Linked DNA regions of Astyanax mexicanus: region 2 is linked to region 1. Evidence: chromatin contacts called from public Hi-C data. All regions are on one chromosome and are shown on one strand. The core of a region is the stretch at or near the end of the contact, and the rest is flanking DNA. Distances in the headings are between cores, read along the strand shown.

Evidence for each region. A called contact is a pair of places that touch in the nucleus more often than the background predicts.
Region 2: a contact with region 1 is called in a Hi-C map of muscle, with 16 times the contacts expected there. The contact joins the enhancer-like site here to the promoter of rgcc in region 1. A contact is called at or near these places in 3 of 3 Hi-C or Micro-C datasets (blood and muscle).

Annotation. Positions count from the first base shown.
Region 1 is chr11:27,771,593-27,777,141 of AstMex3_surface, reverse strand. It overlaps rgcc (regulator of cell cycle), which reads right to left and starts at 2,581. Exons shown (of 5, transcript XM_007251701.4): 1 at 2,417-2,581; 2 at 2,098-2,271. The coding sequence starts at 2,450. zgc:101559 (Rab33B_Rab33A domain-containing protein) reads right to left here. Exons shown (of 2, transcript XM_007251699.4): 2 at 4,758-5,549.
Region 2 is chr11:27,877,431-27,882,979 of AstMex3_surface, reverse strand. The region is part of intron 37 of vwa8 (von Willebrand factor A domain containing 8); the gene reads left to right. Among protein-coding and RNA genes, the nearest start is that of vwa8, 97 kb to the left of the region's middle. Within about 2 kb of position 3,314, the one cell type or tissue checked has an H3K27ac peak away from gene starts, as active enhancers do.

The sequences.
Region 1 (5,549 bases), core at 1,332-3,831:
CCTCCATATACCTGCTTTAAGATAGATCACTGAGAAGGAAATCTGCCACGTGAGTGCTGCCTGCAGATACTAACCCTGGCTCTCTAAAGAGCATTTCATAATCTGGTTTCAGTTGAAAATGCCTATGGGTGGGCGATACATCAATGCTTGGCAAAACAAATATTTCTTTCTTTCTTTTTTTTTTTGATTGCACCAGCAGAACAGTTACAAGAATTTATTTTAAAATGATAATCATAAATAACATTAAGGGCTGTACTGTAGTCTCCTAAGCACAGTGACCATTATTTTTATTATTATTATTATTATTATTATTATTATTACATTGTGATTATATGGCAACCCAGCCAATGTTCTCATGTAGAGCTAACAAGAGTGGAATGTGGGCTTGGTATGTTCCAAGTGGGCACAGCTCACATGGGTCTCATCTAGGTCCCATGTGCCATGTACAACCCAGTTGAGGCCCATGTCTAACTCCAACTCGTCCTATTACTGACCCTGTTGGGGCCCCATCACTGACATCCAAATGTGGGGCCTAAATGGAACCCATGGACAAACATGTCTCCATTACAAGCATGTCAAACATGCTTCTTCAGAATCAGCATAGTTTGCTTATTTCCCTCCTTTAACAGAAATAGCTTACATAACCTGTTAACTAACAGGCGACTTACCTAAAGGTAAGTCTTTATGTATAATACATTTCTCAATCTTGGTTCTGGAGGCCCACTGTCCTGCACTTTTTAGTGCTTTCCCTGCTCCCAACACGTGATCCAACTAATCATCTCATTAACAGCCCATAATTAAGTTAAAGCGGGTGTGTTAAAGGTGGAAAAGCACTAAAATGTGTCAGTCAAGTCAGTGAGTCTCAACTATGAGTGTTGGAAAAAACTGGCTTGTAAGTATTGCCCCAGAAAACAGAGGGCGTTATAAGAACGTTTAGCAACGTTTTGATTAGAATTTTTCAAATTTTGAAACTTTGAAACTTTAAAAGTAACATTTCCACAACTAAAAGTTTGAAACTTTGACACACGTGGCAATTAAAGGCATTCAATAAATAAAATGTCCTAAGGACATCCATAAAGCTTGAAAGAATAAAGGTACTAAAATTACTAACTGCAACGTTCAGAAAAGGTCAGTGTAACGTTTTGCTGACTGTATCAAGCTAAGTTTGAAAATAGAAAACTGGGTATAAGTCTTTATCATTTTTTTTCCATTCAGTTGAGTGAAGAAGAAATGGGGTTACAAATAGAATTTCATATAATATAGTTTTATTTCTATTCCCCCCCCCCCCCCCCCCCCCCATTTTCTCACCAATTTACACAGCCAATTACCCAACCCACTCATTAGGACTCCCCCTATCACTAGTGATGCCTCAACACCAGGAGGGTAAAGACTAGCATATGCCTCCTCTGATACATGTGAAGTCAGCCACCACCTCTTTTAGAACTGCTGCTGATGCAGCATTGCTAAGTAGCATCACAGCGCTCGGAGGAAAGCGCAGCGACTCGGTTCTGATACATCAGCTCACAGACGCCTTGTGCTGAGCGACATCACCCTTTGGAGTGATGTGGGGAAAGGTAGCTGATGCAAATAGAATTTCAAGAAAAATGAAAAGGCAAATCTTCTCTCAATTTTCAGATTTCTCAGATTTTGTGTCTTGTAACACAAATCTGATGTTATAACCCAACTTGCAAAATGCAAAAATGGAAAAATCAGAAAATAAAGAAAATAAATTTTCCTGAAATTACAATTGTGAGGGGCTGAAAAAACTAAAATTGGAAAAATGGATAACCACTTACTTCTTGTACACTGCACTACATTAAAAAATGAGTTTTTACTTCTCGAACAGTCAGAAGATTATATTAATAAGCGTTAAGTTACACTGACCAGAAAACGTTCTACCAACTAAAAATGTGTTAGCTGGGTAGGTTAGTGAATATGAAGCACAACAGCAAGAGCAGCAGCAGCTTTCTAAGCCTCCTCACAGTCTCCAGTACAGTTAGTTCTTTTTTACTGCTAATCTTATCAGTGATATCACTGCATGTATAATCCTCTCAGGATGAGTGTGTGACTATCTGTGAGTAACTCAGCAGCACTCACTCTCTGAGTCGCTGATGCCGCTGTCACTGACGCTGGCGCTGCTCCTCCTCTTCATGGTCTTGAGGTGCTCGTCGTATCTGAAGTGTCTCTTCTCGATGGGGGAGGTGAAGTCCTCGATAACGGCGTCGAACTCGCACAGCACGGCGTTCAGGTCATCGTCCTCCTCCAGAAAGGCTGGAAACAACAGCAAGAACAAAGTTTAACACTTCAGTATACCTTAAACTGAACTAAATATATGTATGATAAACTAAACCTGTACAGGTCCTAAAGCTCCACCACGAGGGTGGAGAAGTGCCCTACAGCTCACTACTGAACTCACACTTGCTCTGAGACTTCATCTTTGGAGACTTCATGCTGGGTCAGGTAGCTGCTGTCTATCCCAGAACTATTCCAAAATAATGATCCAAATCAGTAAAAGTGTCGCTCGTGCCCCCGCGCGCTCTCCGCTCTGAGCTCTATACGCACTCCTGCTGCAGTAAAAGCAGCCTGAGCGCTTTTAAATCTTCCCCGCCTCCCGCCGGTGGGCGTGGCCCGAGGCGGAGGCGTGGGGAACGTGAGGTAAACTTCAGCCCCGCAGCCGGTTTTAGCTCCTTCTTCACACAGCGTGCCGTCATTTCTCCTCTGAGTGTGAGTAAACTGAATAAACATGCAGCCCGTAACATACAGTTCCTCTTTATTTATAATCAGGAGTCCACCCTGCCCTCACATACCTTACACATTAACACGAGGTACAGTCATCATCATTCACACAGAGGAAATAAATATATTTATATGTATTTGTGTATTAATAGACAAATATATACACATATTTTATTCCCTGTCTTTATTTTAAAACTTTTGACTTATGTAAACATTGTGTAATATTGTTAGAATTTCTTTGCTACTGTGTTTGCCTTTTCTATACCTTGGGCTACAGTAATATGTGAAATTTGCCCTGGGATTAATAGTGTCTTATAAAATACATTTGGACACATCTTAAATTCAGTGCCTTGTAAACATCTGCATAGTAGATTAATACTTAAGTCATCCAAACTATAAAACAAAACATTTGGATTTATTTACTAAACAAAAACGTGTTAAACAAACCAGAACCTGTTTTAAATTTTAGATTTTTTGGCTGAATTTTCTACGTCATCTTTATGAGGTAGAGCCACCTGGAAAGGCTTTCAGTTAACAGCTGTGCTGAACTGGTCAAAAGTAAATTACTTGAATTTCTTGCCTTTTAATGTGTTTGAGAGCATCAGTTATAACTTAGTCATGGTATACGCAGTGAATAGCCTGATTGAGTAATGTTCTAATCCATATTATAGCAAGAATTACTCAACTAAGTAAAAAAATATATATAAGAATGAAGGTCAGTTTATCCAAAAAATTTCAAGGACTTTGAAATATCCTCAAGTGCAGTCGCAAAGACTATTAAAAGCTTTACGATAAAACTGGCTCTCATCAGCACCGCCTCAGAAAGGTTTACTACATGATTCTTTGTGTGTTCCTTCATAACAAACATTGAATGAGAAGGTATATAATCTAAATGTATGCCCATATATATTTTTTCATTTAAGGGAGGGAGGGACATAAGTTTTAAGTGGGAACTCCGGGACCACATTAACTCAATAACATTTATATAAAAAATGAGAAAAAATATATTTTTTAGTCCATACTAAAGGGCTGTTCATTCGTTATTTTTTCCAACAGTGTGGGTTAATCTGAATAGAAAACCAATATAATAAAATATATTGCTGTTCTACAGACTCTGTTTAGCCTACAGCGCGAGAAGCCTCTCCTCTATAATAGTGAGTTTGTAGGGACACCTGCTGGTTTGAAACAGTAACTGCATTTATGATAGAAATACGTTTTAGAATGCAATAGGTTCTCAAGACTTCTTGCATCTTCATGGTAAATTAAGCTTTTTTTTCTTTTCGTGTGAAGTTGTTTTTTGGAAATATACAATATGTTTTTAACTGACTTTTTTTCAATCATTTTATGTAAGGATATGGGTGGCTGTACAGCCATTCTTTTTTAAAGCTACCCAAGCATACTTAAGAGCAATTATTTGTATATACATATAAATAAAAATATATACAATTTGTTAACTCTGTAGTTTAGCTATAGCAAAAGTATATACATATGCCTAGATCATTTCTGTTTGTATTTGTACCCTGTGCTCAATTAGTAGGAGTATTTAAAGGGCTAATTTCTGTATTTTCTCTACCCCTACTGAGGTGTGAAATCCAGCACGTTTAGCATTTTACTACACCTACATTGCCTGGTTTAGCACATAGACAACTGGCAAAACACAGAGTGTGTTTGCATCTGCACTTTCCTGATGGCTTTCAAAGCTGCTGTGCGAGATAATTACATACACAGTGTCACACAAAGTGACAAATATAACACCTCCTGTACGGAGAACAGGGCTTTGTTTAGTTCACAGGCCCAAAATGTGGATTAATTATGTCAATATTATTGACATATGTACTGTATTACATGCTATCATAAACTGTATTTACTTGCATCATAATGAATGTTTCAACTTAACATCTGTCATGTAACACACATAACATATGAAACTATAAAAATATGCTAATAAAAATATATATTGGTTGTACATATAAAATGCAATCCAACAGTTGCTTTCCCAAGTAGTTTAAACAAATGAGAAATAATGAATCATGTCCATGTTTATTTTGACATTTCATCAGTCACATACACATTTATGACACATTCTTTACCATTATTGAACATAAGGGAGTGTTAAATTCCAAGGACTTCCAGAAAAGTGACAGACAAAATGCATCATCAATACAAGCTATTGTCTTCCACCAGTATGGTCCACATTCACATTTACAGGAACGGTATCTTAATGGATTTTGTTGTTTTGCTGTATTAAAAATGGCTCCAACATCACACACTCAATACTAAGAAGTATCAATCCTCTACAAGCTGAGTGGGAGGATGCTACATATTTTGTTTCCATGCTCATAATAAAGTGCCTTGTTATAAACATCCCTCATTATTTTACTTAAACTGAATTTGATAAACAGTTTAAAACATACGACAGTGTTGTTTATATTGATCAATAGCAACACTCATGCTTTTCTCAGCAACTGATAATTATTGTAAATCACATTTTATCCAATTCTTGTTCACATCAGACATTTGAGGCCGTATACAATACTAAGCCTGTGCAAATAGAGCAAGTGTTCCAAATTGGCTGTAAACATGCAACTGCTGCCAGACCGTTTAGCTTGTCTCCTGTGTTCTTTTGAAATTATATAGTATAACCATGTAAGAAATGTATGACACATACATATCTTGTATGAATACTGTATGAGTCTGGAGTATTTGATATGAATGAATTTAAACTATTTACAGTAAGTGATCAAATGATCCAATCAACACTCTCAGCTGGTTCCTTTTTAACTCCTAAAACTAAGTATAGTATTTGATTTCAA
Region 2 (5,549 bases), core at 2,065-4,564, 110 kb before region 1:
TAGACAGAAGCGCTTTACTCATCCAAATTAACAGTTTTTAGGAGAGAAATCTGTGTAGATTAACATCCAGCGCTCGTTTGACTTTGAAAGATTTTATTTATTTATTTATTTTTTTAAGAATTACAGTTTTGTTTACTTAACTTAGCTTTACGACTAGACCTGCTGTATTAGAAGGAAAACATGACGAAAACCTTGTTCTTTACTAGTGTCGCATATTGCTCCTTATAATCCAGTGCGCCTTGTGTATGAAAATAGACCAAAAAAAAATAGATGTTTATTGATAATGTGCATTATAATCCAGTGAGCTTTATAGTGCAAAAAATACGGTATGCACTATAGATGCAACACAAGTTGAAAAGTGGGTTGAAACTGTGAGGGTCCAAGGAAAATCCCCTCACACTGTGCCTAATTCTTCCCTCCCCCCCGGCTACACACACACATACATATTTAAACACACAATCCCGGCTGGCTATGTTGGGCCAGCTGGACTCAACTCTGTGGGTGTGCTCAGCTACGCATTCTGAGTGGCCCACAGTGGGATTAGAAGAGCTGGATATCCTGGATTAGAGAAGCAGTGTTGACCTTAACACACTCCAGAGACGGGCCTCAAATGCTGCCTCACAGCGTTTGCTCTTGGCTTCAGTCTGTTTTGCTGGGCTTCAGTTCTGCTCAGTGTGATTGAGCTCACTGCTCTTAGTCAGATGTTGGCCGAGTGATTGTGGTTTGGAGGGCAGCCTGGGGGGGGGGTCCAAGCCATCAGACTCCAAACTATTGCAAAAAAAAAAAGGATGTGGAATAACAAAGTTATCAAATGAGTCTGGGTTCTCATGCTGATGTGCGAGTGCTGATCATGCAGTCAATCAGTGACTGTGGAAAAACATAAGACTCATTGACAAAATAAGTAATGCAGCTGTTGAAATTACACTTTATATGTGTAAATGTAAAGATGACATACATGTTTAGTGTTTACAATATTGAAGGGAAAGTAGGGAACACTTGTACAATTAAAAGCAGGCTCTAGAGTCCTATTGGGATGCCTTTAGCCTGGATACAAGATGAGATATGGTTGGGTTATGAAGGTAAGGCATCCTGCAACATATTTGCTCACATATGTTATAGTAGGGCCTGTAGATCCTGCACACTTGCAGGTTGCCAAAGCTGGTATCCCAGCTGAACCCTTAAATGCTCGACTGCTGATAGATTTTATGAACAATCTGGCCAAGGAAGTGAGGAAGTGTTGCAATCTGTGGAGGTATTCATAGGAACCCTTGCAGTGTGTGGGTGAACATTATCCTGCTGGAAAAAAAAAAAACAGCTGGTAGCTTTTGCATGGGAAGCAATACATGTAGCCACAGAACGTCCTGCACATATATATTGTTGAGCTGTTTATGTCACTCGTTTATATCACTACAATGAGTGACCGACTTTTTTATGCAATGGCTTATATTGAAGAGCTTATCCTGAATCCTCCCTGCTACTTCCAAACAGAACCTGGATATTCAATGCTTTCACTCCAGCAAATTAAGAGATTATTGGGTTCGTTGACTGATGGAATGCCGAGAAAGTGGGTAATTCATTGAAACGACCTTGCTGCTTTTCTTAGTCCAATGATGCGCCTCCTCTGAATGTCTCTTAACTGGGCAAAATAATATCAAGTGCATTGTAGAGAGGTATGACTAGCAGTCAATGATCTCTCACCAAGGGAAACAGTACCCAAAGGCTGTCTTTAAAGGCCTTTGCATAGGGCAGAGTGGGGAAGTACCAGTGTCATATCAGACCACATCTGTAATCATTTACTTATCTGCCTTAGATATAACTCTATGTCAAGTTTTGCAGCAATCCGGGGTCCAATTTTTCTATATACCTTGGGAAAAGGTTCTCTCTACTTTTGCTTGGAATGTTTTTAAAGGTCTCCTTTGGCTAAAATCCACTTTTTATTGTTTTTTTGTGAAATACAATAGGTCTCTCTGAGTTGTACATAGTGCTAGTAAAAGAAAATACTCATAAAAGCGAGTCGATCAAGAAAAGCACTGGTCTCGTCAACTCGTGAAATAGTACTTATGGCCTCGCCCACTGTGGCTCGTGACCGCCCATAGACAGTGCTGAAGCTGGTCTGCAGCAGAGCCGACACTGTTAGCTAAAGAGCTTACAGCTCTGTTTACTCCAGCTAGTTAGTGTTAGCTATCTTGTGTAAGCAACTCTAGGTTTAAATCGGATCTCCGGTTGATTCTGTGTTTTACAGAGACCTTAAATATACACTAGTGAAGCACGGTTTGACAAGGTAGCTCAACTCGACAGAACACCGGTCCAAGCGGGCGCCGTTCACGTTGGATTTTATGATATATAGCAGACTTTGGGGCTTCAATGTGGTGAAACTGCCCAAGCACTGATTCACTGATTCAAGTCTGAGGTAAAAGTTTAGTAGCATTAGTTTACAAAAAAGAAACAATTACAAATGCTCTCCTATGCCCCTCTCCTTTCCGAGTGATGCTGAGAGTCTGACATTAAGCAAAGTTTAAGGGTTAACTTTACCTAGCAATCACTGCTATATCTTTACAACTAAGGCTGTATCTCTGAAAACATTTTGTCCTTTTTTCAGAGCTGTAAAATTGACTGTGGGGGGGGGGGGGGAAGGCTGCAGTGCTGCAGTGATACAAGTTCTAAAAAGAATAAATACTTTTTTTTTTAGAACCCTGCATCCAGGTCAAGAACACTCTAGGATCTTTTATTTTTAGCATTTCAAGATAGCAAGGGAACAAAACCAGTTTTTGCTCTTCACCTTGGCATTTACTGCTGATGCTGTTTGACATTATGGGTGTTCCTCATACTGTGAACATCTGCTGGGCTTCTTCTCTCCAGACATCCTTCCTTTATCCGCTCTGGAAATCTCTCAGTATTGGAATAACTCTTGCATGTTGCCGTTCTGGCCGGCGTTCCTCAGATCTCTCTGTTAAAGGAGTTACTGGAGAGAGTGATGGAAGCATTCCTCCCGTGGACTCCAGCAAAGAGAGCTGCTCTCTCTCTCTCTCTTTCTCTCTCTCTCGGGCTCTGGCCGGGATCTCTGCCACCACGGCTTCATTCCTCAGCTCTCTAGCACTGATCTCCCCTTGCTGCCCTCCTCCACTGGTTTTTATTTCTTCACTCCCGCCGCTCTGTCTCTGTCTCGCTCACTTTCACCCACTGCACACTCCTCATATTTTCACACTTTGTTCCACTACAGCATTCCCGTGAATGGCACCACTGTTGGAGACTATAGCGGGGCATTCCTACAGCCGGAGGTGCTTTCCCCCTCTCTTCTCTCTGTCTCGGGCCTTTTTGGATTAATGAGCCTGTAAATCTCCCTCTATTCTGTCTGGCTGGACCCGCCTGGTGTGGATTTATGAGATAGCCCCGAGACAAAGTCTCAGAGTATCAGCCTCTTTCTCGCTCGCTGATGTGGCCGCCGCCGTTGTGCTTCCAAACACTGAATGATGGGAAACTTAAGAGAACTGCTGTCTGGCAGTGTTGAGTCTCAAGGACATCCCAAGACTGTTTTGGACTGTTCCTATGGTCTTGTTAGTTCCAGGATTCTGATGGAAGTAAAGAGACTGGATTCCTTTGGCGTTCTAGGCGAATTTGAATCTGATATGTTCCTAGTGAAAAATTAGAGTAGGAGACACCAAAGTAAACCAGTTGTAAAAGCTTGGAAGAAGCTATTGAGTGGTGCAACTGTCTAAACTGTCTAAGTCTAGAACGAAAGTTTGAAACAAGGTTCAGAGTTTTGTTGCATTGCGTACATTTCACACTGCAGATTAGCGAGCACATTAAAAAGAATTGTCCCATCATTACAATTACAATTACTTTTCATTCAATTTGTTGACATGAACTCTATTATTATTGCTGAAGCTGATATTGCTCCTTTTGTTCCCTTGCATGTATGTTAGCTGAGAGTTAGCAGGCAGAAATATATAGGAAATAGTATAGGAAAAGAGTGCAACCCACTTATTAGGACTCCCCCTATCACTATTGATGCCCCAACACCAGGAGGATGAAGACTAGCACATGCCTCCTCCGCAGACATGTATAAAGTACTAGAGATCCGGACATGAGTAAAAGTACAAGTGCGCTGTCAAAAAAGTGACTTGAGTAAAAGTTAAAGTGTTCTTTAAGCACCAACTTTTCAGCAGATTAGATACAACATTTTGTAATATTTCCATAAAAAATATCCCCTGAAGCTTTACTATCTGGTCTAATTTTTAACTACTCAAAACTCAGTAGGGATTTTTCAGGGCATCTGCTCACACTGAGCAATGAAATACCGTTTTTTTCCCTTAAATGAATATGGCCCTTTCTTTTAAAAACCAACCCAATATCCACAACTGATTGTTTGACTGAAGGGCCACACTAATTCCACACACAGGAGAAAAAAAAATATTTCAGTACAGACACAGTATTTTAGTACTTTAGGAAAGCGCAGAGACTCTGTTTCGATACATCAGCTCACAGATGCCTTGTGCTGATCAATATCACCCTTTGGAGTGATGTAGGGCGAGAGCGCCATCTACCCACCCAGAGAGAGCAAGGCCAATTATGCTCTCTCAGGGCTCCGGTAACCGATGGCAAGCTACATAAACAGTATTTAAACCAGCAATCTTCTGTTCATAGTGGCAGCGCTTAGCCTGGACCTCATTCCTTCTTCAGAGATGATGTTTCTCCACTGTCCTTCCACATTTTAATAATACGTTGGACATTTCATACCCTTATTTTAGTTTATTTTTTAGTTTCAGTAATCTCCCTAGATGTTTTCTGTGATTCATGCATGCCATTAATTCGACCCTTTTAAAACAGGTTAATATCTTTTCCATGACCTCAAGAGGAGTCTTTCCACATGGTTGATTAGCAAATGAGAAGCTACTCACTGCATCAGTTAGGGTTAAATAACTTTATTGCCAGCTAAAACATAATCACCTATTTATTTATTTATTTATTTATGTAATGGGGGGCTCTTGCCTATTTGCTTAGTTAAATCCAGGTGGTGACCTTTTTTATTGCCAGGCAGTATATTATCTAAATCTATCTACCATTGACATAACATAAGCTTAAACGTATACAATAATATCATTTATTGCAGTTATTTTTGGAGCAGTATATCATGTAATAAAATAGTACTTATTGTGGCAGGCCTAACATCTGGCATTGGAGTTTACTTTCCAGGTGTTGTGCCAAAATTTTGCCTCTTTAACTAAATCTGACTTCCTTTGATGTTGCACAGCAGAATAAAATAAATTGCTTATGAACTTTTTATGTTTATAAAAAAGGATTCATCTACACTTACTCCTTCACAATTTTGGTTCAGATAAAACTTAAAAATCTAAAAGTTTGGACCAAACAAGGTTGGTGTGTTTAGATAAAACAGCAGTTTTATATGTAATACTGGTCAGTATTGGTTGCATTGCAGAATATGATGATTCAGAAGTAGTGATTGGGAATTGGGAATGGCTAAATGTAGGAAAAATGTGGGAAAACCGTCCACCTCATGTGTATTGCAAGACCAAATGACTGTTTGTTAG